Regions from separate parts of the Mus musculus genome. Here regions 2 and 3 are each linked to region 1. A link is a contact called in public HiChIP or PLAC-seq and promoter capture Hi-C data. All regions are on one chromosome and are shown on one strand. Each heading gives the region's core, a stretch centred on a gene start, on an enhancer-like site or on the middle of the called end of the contact. The rest is flanking DNA. Distances are from core to core; before and after follow the strand shown.

Region 1 (3,329 bases), core at 351-2,850:
GGGAAGGGGGCCTTTCAAGGTCATTAACATTGATCATATCAGTGTTTGATGCCCTTGGAGACCAGAGCTTGGAAGTAGCTGGGTCTAGGGTAAAAAGCAGGAGAGAAGGTCTCTGGGAGGACCAAAGCCAGACTGCGGCCACTGATCAGACAAGGTTCCGGGAGGCTGCACAGCTGTGGTGGGGACATACCAGCTGCTCCCCCTCTCTCTTGCAGGCCCCACAGATTGCCCCCAAGCTCTGGAGAGAGCTGGGGCTGACATATCTGGGAACTCAGGGACAGGGCAGCGGAAAGGCCCACTGGCCTGACTCCAGCACCTCTACACCCGCTTCATCCCAGGGGGCTCACCGGGCTGAGAATGGAGGAGATTCGGACAAAGTGAGCTCCAAGCCAGGGTCAGCTGCAGAAGGTCTGTCCCTGCCTGCGGTCATGATGCTCATAGCCTGTGAGAAGTAGCATGAAGAGAAGCTGAGGCCGGGGGTTGGGAAGGGGGTGTGGAATGGGAGGGCGAGCTTGCCCCCACCCCACCCGGGATACCCCTTCTTGGACTCTTCAAGCCTCCGCCTGCTCCCCAACAATGTATTTCCCATGTTCCAAGGCACCCAAGATCACTCTATTTTGTGTAGTAAATAAATGTTGTTGATGCTCTTTGTAGACTGGGGAGTGGATGTTCTGGTGGGACCCCTGTGAGATCTATACGGACCCAGAGGACCTGGCCTCCTGCCTGGCCCTGACCCTTGCCCAAAGGGCCACTCTCTCTACAAAAGTCCACGCAGCCCGGGAGGGTCAGGAGCTAAGCCCTAGACTGCATTCTTTCCCCCAAGTACCCCTCTTTCTGTAGGGTCCACACTGGTGAGAAAGCCACCCGTGTACTAGCTTTCTCTGAGTCCATTCCAGCAGGCATAAGTAAGGAGGGAGCACCCCCCTCCCAGTTGCCTTTCTCTAACCCTCCCTCCCCTTCCTCTGCCAGTCCCGCCCCACTCCTGCTCTAAAATGGGGAAAGCTTCAGGTCCTTACATATCCAGGTGTGGAATGGACAGGTGAACTATGACAGGGCTGTGACAAGGTGGTGACCTGGTGGGGTTCTGGCGGATTACTAGGAATTACCAGAAGCGGAACAAGGGGACAGCACAGGTACACTCGTGGACAGGAATCGTGATAAGGAGTTTGCCTTTAGCTAGCTGAAGGGAGGGAAAAGCGTTCAGGCTAAAGAGCAAGGAAACCAAGATCTTTTGTGGAGCCAAGGTTCGTGGGAAGGAAGGGGTAAAGAGAGGAAAGGGATGGTCTCTCCCCTGCCTCCCGGCTCGCTCTCCCCGCCTCCCTGGCAATCCACACACTCACACACATACACGCGCATGCACGCACACTCGAGGCTTCGCTCCCCTTTGCAGAGCAAGGGGAAGGGGGAGGAGAGAAGGAGGAAGCTGAAGTGCCACCTATTCATGTTCCGCGATGTAACACCCCTTATTTTCCATGCTGGGTAAAGACAAAAACCCTTTACAACCTGTTTCTGGAACTTGTCAGCAGCTGCCAAGAGGAGCATGTTAATTAAACGTCGGCAAAGATGGAAGCCGGAGGCCCTGGCTCTAATTGGACAGTTTGCTTCACCGGATTGAAAAACATTGTGACAAAGAAGGAGGTGCGCGGCGGCTCGGCAGGGGGACAGGGTGGCGGGGGAGGGGGCGGCGGCTTTGATTCCAGCTGATCAGCCCGGCCCCTCCCCCACGGCCGCACGGTTCCGCCCAGCGGGTCCCTGCAGGGCCAGGGCGGGGTGCAGGGGCGGGGTGTGGGAGGGGCGCAGGTGGTGAGGTACAGAGGCGGAGTCTGGGAGGGGACAAAATAAGGTGCAGGTGGTGGGGGTGCAGGGGTGAGATGTGAGAGGGGCTCAAGGGACGGATTTGGGGGTCTGGGAGGAGCATTGCAGATGGAGCGGTGCAGGAAGCGGGGAAGAGTATCTGCGAAGAATACAGGGGCAGGATCCGCCAGGGGTTCGAGAGGCGAGGTGCCTTTGGAATGGAGGCTGCAGGATCCTCCAGAGGGCCACACCTGGGCTCTCTATGAACCGCCTCTCAAACTGGTAAACCAATGGTGGGCCAGGCTTTGAGGGAGCTGTAGTGTGACACTCTCCCCATGATCCCCGATCACAGGACTTGGGCACCTGGAACAGCGACTGACAGCCTTTTGCCCGTGGGCAACATGGAGGCTGCCTTGGAAGCCCAGCTGGGCAGAGGTGGCCTAACGTGCTGTGAACAGGAATGAAGTATCACAGCACTGGGGGCTAAGGCATTGTACTAGAAAACTGGACTGTAAAGGTTCCCAGGTAGCTTTCAGGTACCAGGGCTGGGGATTACATTGCCCTGACAATGTCCCGTCCTGTGGATATGCTTCAAGTTCCCTCCCCTGTGTGCTTTGCGTGCTAAGCTGGGTACCTTGCTGAAGACATCCCTCACCCACCCAGTCACCTAACTTTCCAGCAACCCTGAGAGAGAGGCTGTAGTCTTCCAGACTTGCTGGTGGGGAAACTGAGTCCCAGAGACCGGAACACCATACTGTGTTGGAGTAGGGAGAGAAGGTCTCACTATGGTAGCTCAGATTAGCCTGGAATTTCATATCTAGCCTACCTCTGTCTCCTAAGAATGAAGTTCATAAAGACAGCCTAGGATGAGACATGGGGTCTCTGATTCCGGTGCCTGCCCCTGGCCACTTGTGTTCCAGGCTCTCTGACTCCTGACCGAGCCTTCAGTTCACACCTTTTCCAGGATGGTGTGAGCTGTGTGGAGTTCCTATATGGCACCTGCTGTTCTTCTTGGGTTTCTGGGCTGGGGTTCCCCAAGGATGGTTTGCATCAAGCTGGAGGTCACCCTGGAGAGTCTCACACACGTATACAAGTCCTATGTCCTGGAGAAGGGGTACTTAGCTGTGATAGGGAAACATTTGGGTAGGAGCCAGGCTGAGGCTGGTGATAGGCAGGAGCAAGGATGGGAAAAGGCACCATTCATTGTTCCTGGGCCAAGGGAATTAAGAGCTCCCACTTGGATATGGAGTGCTGGGACCATTCACTGCTGAGTCCCCAGGCCAGGGGCTGGAGAAGCCTGCACTGTGTCCAGATTGCCTGCTGAGCCTAATCCCCTGGGAGCCAGGCCCTGGAGCCTAGACAAAGCTACTGGGGAGACAGTCTGCCCTTGATGGGGTCCTGCAGCCTGGTCTTGGGTGCTAAAGAGGCCACCTGGAGGAGGGCTGGGTGGGTGATGAGTAGTTATCCCTGAAGGGGTATGCACAGCTGCTCTGTCTGGCCTGGGTGTAGTATGTACGTAGGATGCTTTAAAAATA
Region 2 (3,329 bases), core at 299-2,798, 130 kb after region 1:
TTGAAACTCCAATGGCTGCAATCAAAGTTTTGAAAAATTTACAGCGAGTATAACACCGTTGAGAACAAGGCACGGGTATGGCTAGCGCCACGTGGCAGCTTGCCTAGGCTCACAGATGAAGAGAACACTGAATTTCAGTAGGAGACTATGAAATAAAAATGAAATTGTTTTTCCTGCTCGGAGGCTTCCTGAGTTAAGAGCCTCTCCTTTTTCACCTTATAGCAAAATAAACTGAGCAAAGTTATGTAAAAGCAAGAAGAATCACAAAATAAGGAATCTCTTATCTAGTTGACTCTGGTTTGTGTGTGTATATATATAAAACTGATAACCAACCAATCAAACAAACAAAAATCACTTTATGTCTATTAAGTACATCTAGAAAAATGTATAAGAATGTCTCAGCTGGAGAGCTAGATTGTGGATATTTGTAGTTCAAGCACTGAGGCGGGAGGGCAGCCAGGGCTACCGCGTAAGTTCTAAGTTACAATGTGAGACCTCATCGTTAAAAACAAACAAACAAGCAAACAGGCCGACAGACAGACAGACAAAAGAGGGGGAAGAAACTAAGAAAAGGAGAAAGGAGAAGGGTTCTGTATGAGTCCCTGCCGCTGCTAGTGACAGGAAAAGCGGATAGAGGAGCGACTCCTGAAAAAAGTCAAAGACCCTCTCTCCTGTACACAGTTCTCAGCGTCCGGGTGGTCTCGCTGGTTGGAAGTGGGGGCTGCCGTTCAGCGCGGTCCGAATTTTTTCCCTAATCAGCTGCTTGTGCCCCCTAGTCTGCCTGAAGCAATCCTGATCTTTTCTTTCCTCGTACGGGACTCTCGACTTGAATCCCTGGGTCCCAGTTATTCACCCAGGCCATATTCGCCTGACCCTTTGCAGCTGACCCTCTACGGAGAGCTGGGAGCAGAAACAACCGGAGCAACGGGAGGTGGACCCAGAGATTGACAGATCTCTGAAGCGGGACGTGCTTCAGCTGTGCCCGGTGGGCGCGACCAATCGGACTCAACAGCATCAACCCCCAGCATCATTGTCCGGGATAGGAGGGAGGAGACTCCATCGAGGCTTAGCCTTTGCGGTCCATAGGTGACAAATCTAGACTTCGGACGGCACGTGCTCCGTTTGCTCCACTCTCCATCCGGGACAAGGCTCTCGACCGCTGTCACCGTTTAAGCAATGTGTCACCCTGACAGTTGTTTGCTCAGATCCTTGAGTTCCAAGAATTAAGTTTAGACTAGAAGTTGGTCATAACCACTACGGTCAATTTCGCTTTATTTCCAAAGGGAATCTTGGGATTAACAAACTGACAGATAAAAACAACATACAAGTCGACCGCGGCAGGACTCGAACCTGCAATCTTCTGATCCGAAGTCAGACGCCTTATCCATTAGGCCACGCGGCCGCCAGCGAGAAGGTGCCTTTACTTAGCTTAAAGCGTGTAGCCGCCTTCAGGCTCGCGTCAGACTGGTCTATCTTTTCCGTGGGGAGGGAAGTAGCGGAGGACCTCACCCGGAAGTCCCTCTGCACCCCCGCGGGCGGGCGGCTCCATTGGCGGCGCTCTTATTGGACGCTCGGGGGAGTCTCCCGCCTGCCTCTGGGTAGCCGCGGGACCCAGTTCGCGCAGACGGGAAGTTGCGGCTGCTCCCGAGACCGCACGCCACCCTGAGGCTGCGTGGGCCGCGCGCCGCGGACGCCGCGTCGTCGCCGGGGCTGTGGGCTGCCGCAGAACGGGAAGCGCGAAGCGGACCGAGGTTTCCGGCGGGCTCGGCAGGGGGAGGGCCGGGCGCGGCTGCTCCCTCTCCACTCGGGAAGCCGGGCCGGGAGCAGGGCGGCGGCTGCGGCGGGGACCCTGTGTCCCGGCGTGCGGGGGTGGCCGCCGACGCCCCGACCAGGGCGCCCTAGGCCCGCCCGGGTGTGGGTGCGGACCCCGAGGCTGTGGCTCGTTCGGCGGGTTTCGAAGTTGGGGCGCTAGGCCCTCGGGCCGCCGGCGGGGTGGGACTGGCAACTGCTGTCTGCCGAGCGCCTACTGGGGTTAGGGCCACTCGACGAGCGCGCCCTCTGCCACTCTTACAGCAGTGGCCCGTGGCTCTAGAGTTCTTAACCCCATTTTACAGAGGAGGAGGTCGGGGCCTAAGGAGCTGGGCCAAGGTCACGCAGTTGGAGAGCCAGAACCCTGGTCTGTCTGCGTCTCCCCATTTCAGCATCTCCAGCGGCTTCTCCCAAGTTAACTGCCGAGCCGGTGTGGCCCTGTCCTCGGGAGGGGGCAGTGCCATTTCTTAAGGTTGTTGGAGGCGTAACAGAAAAATGTCCCTACTCCGCTCTGGCCTTTTGGCTAAGATCAAGTGGAGAAAATGCTTGTTTGGCACGCAGCAGATGTTTGTTGCGGGATAAGCGGTTTGTTCAAGTCCGTGACACTTGTAATAACACTTTTATCGTCTGTCTCCTTTAGGACTTGTGTGAGGAAGGCAGGCATGGTGAGACCTATTTCACTGACAGGAGCACAGAGAGGGGACGCGTCTCTCTCTGAGTCTTTCGGCCACTAAAAGCAGTCAAGCTGGAGCCCAAAGCCCGGTGCCCCGACTCACAGCGGGGGGCTCCCTGCACCAACCATGAGCCGCCTGCTCTGGAAGAAGGTGGCTGGCGCCAAGGTCGCCTCAGGGCCAGTACCAGCAACCGCGCGCTGGGTCTCCAGCTCCGTCCTCGACCCCGTCCCCAGCGACGGGCGGCCGCCGTCGCAAATGCCCTCCTCCGAGAATGGGCAGCTGCGGCTCAACCCTCTGCTCATCCAGATGTTGTCGAGAGGCCTGCACGAGCAGATCTTCGGGTGCGGCGGGGAAATGCCCGACGAGGCCGCGGTGCAGCGCAGCGTAGAGCACCTGCAGAAGCACGGGCTCTGGGGGCAGCCGGCCACGCCCTTGCCAGACGTGGAGCTGCGCCTGCCCCGGCTCTTCGGGGGCAACCTGGACCAGCACTTCCGCCTCCTGGCCCAGAAGCAGAGCCTGCCTTACTTGGAGGCGGCCGCCTCGTTATTGGAGGCCCAATTGCCCCCCGAGCCCAAGAGCTGGGCCTGGGCGGAGGGCTGGACCCGGTACGGCCCCGAGGGGGAGGCCGAACCCGTGGCCATCCCCGAGGAGCGGGCCCTGGTGTTCGACGTGGAGGTCTGCTTGGCAGAGGGAACCTGCCCCACTTTGGCGGTGGCCATATCCCCCTCGGCCTGGTAAGTCGGGGGTTAGCAACAGGGGACTACCGTTTGTAGGGGGCCCAGCTTAATGGTTTGGTTCGGAGAACATTTTCTGAGTTCCCTCTGTGTGCAGGTTACTCAACCTGCT
Region 3 (3,329 bases), core at 422-2,921, 72 kb after region 1:
TCCTGGACCCAAGTTCAATCATATACCCTGTATGTGTGCTCATAAACTCCTACATGTGTGCCTGCTAACACTGCTCAAGCTGATCTCTGTGATCCAGAAGTCAGGGAGCAGCTCTGGGTTTCCCTCCACTATGGAGCTTGTGGACAAGCAGAAGACAAAACAACAACTTGAGTGCAACATGAGAGAGAGCTAAGCTTGGTCCCTTGCTTACTATCTTCCAGGGATTTTATTTCTAACCAATGTGTGACATGACATCTCTTCTCCCCTCTTTTCCCTTTCCTTTCCTTTCTCTTCTTATTCTCAGACCCAGAGACTGAACTTGGGCCCTGGTATTTCCTGAGTGCTAACCCCAAATTCACAGTTGAGAACAGCAGCTCACAAAGAGGAGAAGCAGTATGCTCATTGTTTCTGGACTGGATCAGAAAGGCCCGGCCTGGATCCCGGGAGCCCTGTGGCCTCTGCCTCACGGCTGGGCTCTGACAGCATAAGGGAGAGATTGGCAACACGACTCAGGAAGGCTGCCAAACCTGACAACGGAGTTTGATCACCAGGCCCACACAGAAGAGAGAACCAACTCCTGCATGTTAAACACACACACACACACACACACACACACCTTAGAAAGAAAACAAGATTGAACAGAGGACATAGATTCTATCCTTCCATAGAAGGATACCCCTTCTAGGAGCAGAAAGCAAGATCCACCACACTCACCCTGAGCAGTCAGTCTCTTGCAATTGTGAAAGCGTGTGGAGTTGGGTCACCCTGATTTAGCTTATTTTATTTGAGACAGGGTATCTCTATGTATCTCTGGCTGTCCTAGAACTACCCTGATTTGTATAAACTGAAGTACAGCAAGGAGTTAGCTGACAGACACTATCAAGACAAGCCAGGACCAGAGGAGCTGTTTGCCACCTCTCCAATTCTCCTGGGCTTCCTGGGGGCCTAGCGCTGAGCTCTCCCATCTGGATTATTCAGCAGTGTGGCCTGCGTGAAGCAGGAGACGCTGCAGAGACATCTTCTCACAGCCTAAACAAGTCCTGGGCTGCTTTGAAAGCCTAGCAGCTTCCTTGGGAGACAAGGACCTTGTGAAAACCGAGATAGCTTCTGAGACCCACCTCAAGCAATCCCCATGACGAGAAAAGAAGGGTGGACCCTGTATTATCTTTACTCCACTGAGCCAGGCCTCAAAGACCCAGCATGCAAAGATTAGCACAGAGCCTGGCACAGTGCTTGTGCCTGGTAAATGTTTGTGGCATCTTCCCCAGGACTCATGATTCCCACTCCCTGTCTCTCAGGCTCCAGGGAGGAGGCACTTTTCAGACAGTCCTAGAGTATGGGAGCTGAAAGCTCCTTGACCCAGACCAGATTCCCCTAGCAAGAAACTGGATATTCTGAAAGGGGCCAGGGCTGGTGGCAAGGCTAGCCCACAGCCTGGGGTCTCCCAAGGTGAGAAGGCTGAACAGGCCTCAGCCCTCTGACAGCAGGACAAGCCCAGCACCTCCCCTGGGGGGGGGGGGGAAACCTCTCTGGAGACCAGAGGCCTGGCAGGGAGCCAAAGCAGGAGCCTCTCCAAGAAAATGCTGGCTTTGAGCCAAGGAGTATCCCAGAAGCTCCAGCTTGCACATCGGCTGAGGCTGAGGGGAGGAGGGGCAGCCAAGAGATAGGCAGCCCCAGCCATCTTCCAAAGGAACCTAGCCAAAAGGGAGTTTGATACGAACCTGAGACACACAGCTGTCTTTCCTTGTTTAGTGGTTCTTGTGTATCTGGGAGAGTGTGAAGTCACCACTGCCTGGTGTGGGTGCCACTCTTGGAACAATGAACCTGTCAGCTCCAGCTCTACCTACACAAACCCACTAGGGGGCTGCTGACCCTTCATGGAAAGATTCTTCCAGGGTTAACCTCACCCTATGCTGAAAAACACAATGTTGCCTACGAACTCAGGCCATAGCTTCCACCTCCAAAGACTGAGGGGTGATTCTCCCACACAACAGGCTCTTCCAGGCCTGAGACCCTCCACCTGGCTTTTCCACTGCACTCTAAACATAGACCTCTGAGATTAGACACCTCCTGCGTGAGATCAGAAGAATCAGGCACAAGTCTAAGTCTGTAAGAGGGCTCCATCATCTGGTTTAGACCTGCCATTTCAGTTCCTGTGTAATCTCAAATGTTCTAGAAGCCTCATTCCAAAGACAGAAGAAGCAGGTCATTATAATTATGTATTTTATTTAGTCAGAGATTATTTAAATGTGCCATACTGCTCACACTTATGAGATAAACTATTCACGTCTATTGGATATCACATTGGACAGGACAGCTTTTGACTCTAGCAGCAAGTCCTCATTTTTAGATGAGTGTGTGGTTAAAGAATCTCTGGAGAAGGCACCAATGAAGAAAGCAAAGCCAGCCCCAGACCCCCTCCTTACAGCTGGGCCTACCAGCCTTTCCTTTCGGCTTCCAGATGCACAACCATGGACTATTAGGTAGATGACTGTATGATCAATCAAGTTCAGGGAGACTGCAACATAAACCTATTTGAAATAGACAACCCAGAAAGGACTAGGAATGGACACACTAGATGTTACAAGCCTGGGGAACAAAGACAATGGAAAGGAACTGGAGGGTGGATCTGGGAGACCTCAGTGTCAGACCAAGTCTTGTTTGTGCCATCCTGCTCAGGGCCGCCTGGCTCCCATGGTGTGTCAATACCCATGCCCCAGCACAGGGTCTGGTGAATTTTCCACCGCGTCTCCCTGGAGGAACTACCCACAAAAGCTCCTCTCTGCTTTAGAAGGTGAGGACAAGCCCTGCATTTACCCAGTGCCTCTAGTCTTCTTACTGAGTCGCCATGCCAACACACAGTCATAATTACCAAGGAACGCGTCAATAGTGGCAGCATTGACAAAGACACTATATCAGGGCTTGTGAGCTAAGCAAGGTCAGGCTCTTCACAGCTCCTCAGCTTCCTGCCCACTTCCTTTATTCCACTCCGATCCATCTCTTTCCTTCATTCTCTCTCCCACCCAGATGGTCTGATTTTATTTTCTCTGCAGAGAAAGGAACTACAGCTCAGTGTATAAAACACTTTTATAGCAATTAGGAGACAGGTTCTTCTTTGAGTTCTGATTTTAACTTGTGGGAAAAAGTCACTTTAACATCCAGGCCTCAGGGCTCGCTTTTTTTTTTTCCTTCTGTGAATGGACACTACCTATTCAATAAAGGGGTGCCTGCATTTAATTTGCCTTCTAAATTCAGAGGTTGATTAAGTGTCATGTAGTCATCTCTGAAATCGTCTTTATGATCAACAACAGAAGTACCAGAAGCTCAGG

What was found. Promoter capture Hi-C pulls out the DNA fragments that hold promoters and counts their contacts. HiChIP or PLAC-seq counts read pairs in DNA pulled down with a chosen protein or histone mark.
Region 2: a contact with region 1 is called in a promoter capture Hi-C map of hippocampal neurons, with 2.4 times the contacts expected there. The contact joins the promoter of Polg here to the enhancer-like site in region 1. A contact is called at or near these places in 5 of 39 promoter capture datasets (cranial neural crest, embryonic stem cells, hippocampal neurons and 1 more), 1 of 15 datasets of contacts at CTCF or cohesin (embryonic stem cells), 1 of 484 Hi-C or Micro-C datasets (cortical neurons), 10 of 115 datasets of contacts at active chromatin or transcription factors (acute myeloid leukemia, astrocytes, embryonic basal ganglia and 4 more) and 3 of 9 other capture datasets (adipose tissue, liver and pancreatic islet).
Region 3: an H3K4me3 HiChIP or PLAC-seq map of forebrain shows a contact between it and region 1, with 2.7 times the contacts expected there. The contact joins two enhancer-like sites. A contact is called at or near these places in 20 of 39 promoter capture datasets (the 3T3-L1 cell line, 3T3-L1-derived adipocytes, the C10 cell line and 13 more), 23 of 484 Hi-C or Micro-C datasets (LSK cells, the N1E-115 cell line, Th2 cells and 18 more), 22 of 115 datasets of contacts at active chromatin or transcription factors (VIP interneurons, craniofacial prominence, embryonic basal ganglia and 14 more) and 3 of 9 other capture datasets (adipose tissue, liver and pancreatic islet).

Annotation. Positions count from the first base shown.
Region 1 is chr7:79,590,687-79,594,015 of GRCm38.p6, reverse strand. Rhcg (Rhesus blood group-associated C glycoprotein) reads left to right here. Exons shown (of 11, transcript NM_019799.3): 11 at 216-653. Among named protein-coding and RNA genes, the nearest start is that of Rhcg, 25 kb to the left of the region's middle. Within about 2 kb of position 1,600, at least 63 of the 459 cell types and tissues checked have an H3K27ac peak or open chromatin away from gene starts, as enhancers often do. A contact at or near this core is called in cortical neurons, embryonic basal ganglia, embryonic brain and 4 more, where this site is marked.
Region 2 is chr7:79,464,492-79,467,820 of GRCm38.p6, reverse strand. It overlaps Polg (polymerase (DNA directed), gamma), which reads left to right and starts at 1,548. Exons shown (of 23, transcript NM_017462.3): 1 at 1,548-1,751; 2 at 2,450-3,217. The coding sequence starts at 2,610. It overlaps n-TRtcg5 (a tRNA gene), which reads right to left and starts at 1,402; the gene lies at 1,330-1,402.
Region 3 is chr7:79,518,628-79,521,956 of GRCm38.p6, reverse strand. All of the region lies in intron 1 of Mir9-3hg (Mir9-3 host gene), which reads right to left. Among named protein-coding and RNA genes, the nearest start is that of Gm51285, 15 kb to the right of the region's middle. Within about 2 kb of position 1,671, at least 44 of the 459 cell types and tissues checked have an H3K27ac peak or open chromatin away from gene starts, as enhancers often do. A contact at or near this core is called in cortical neurons, embryonic brain, embryonic forebrain and 2 more, where this site is marked.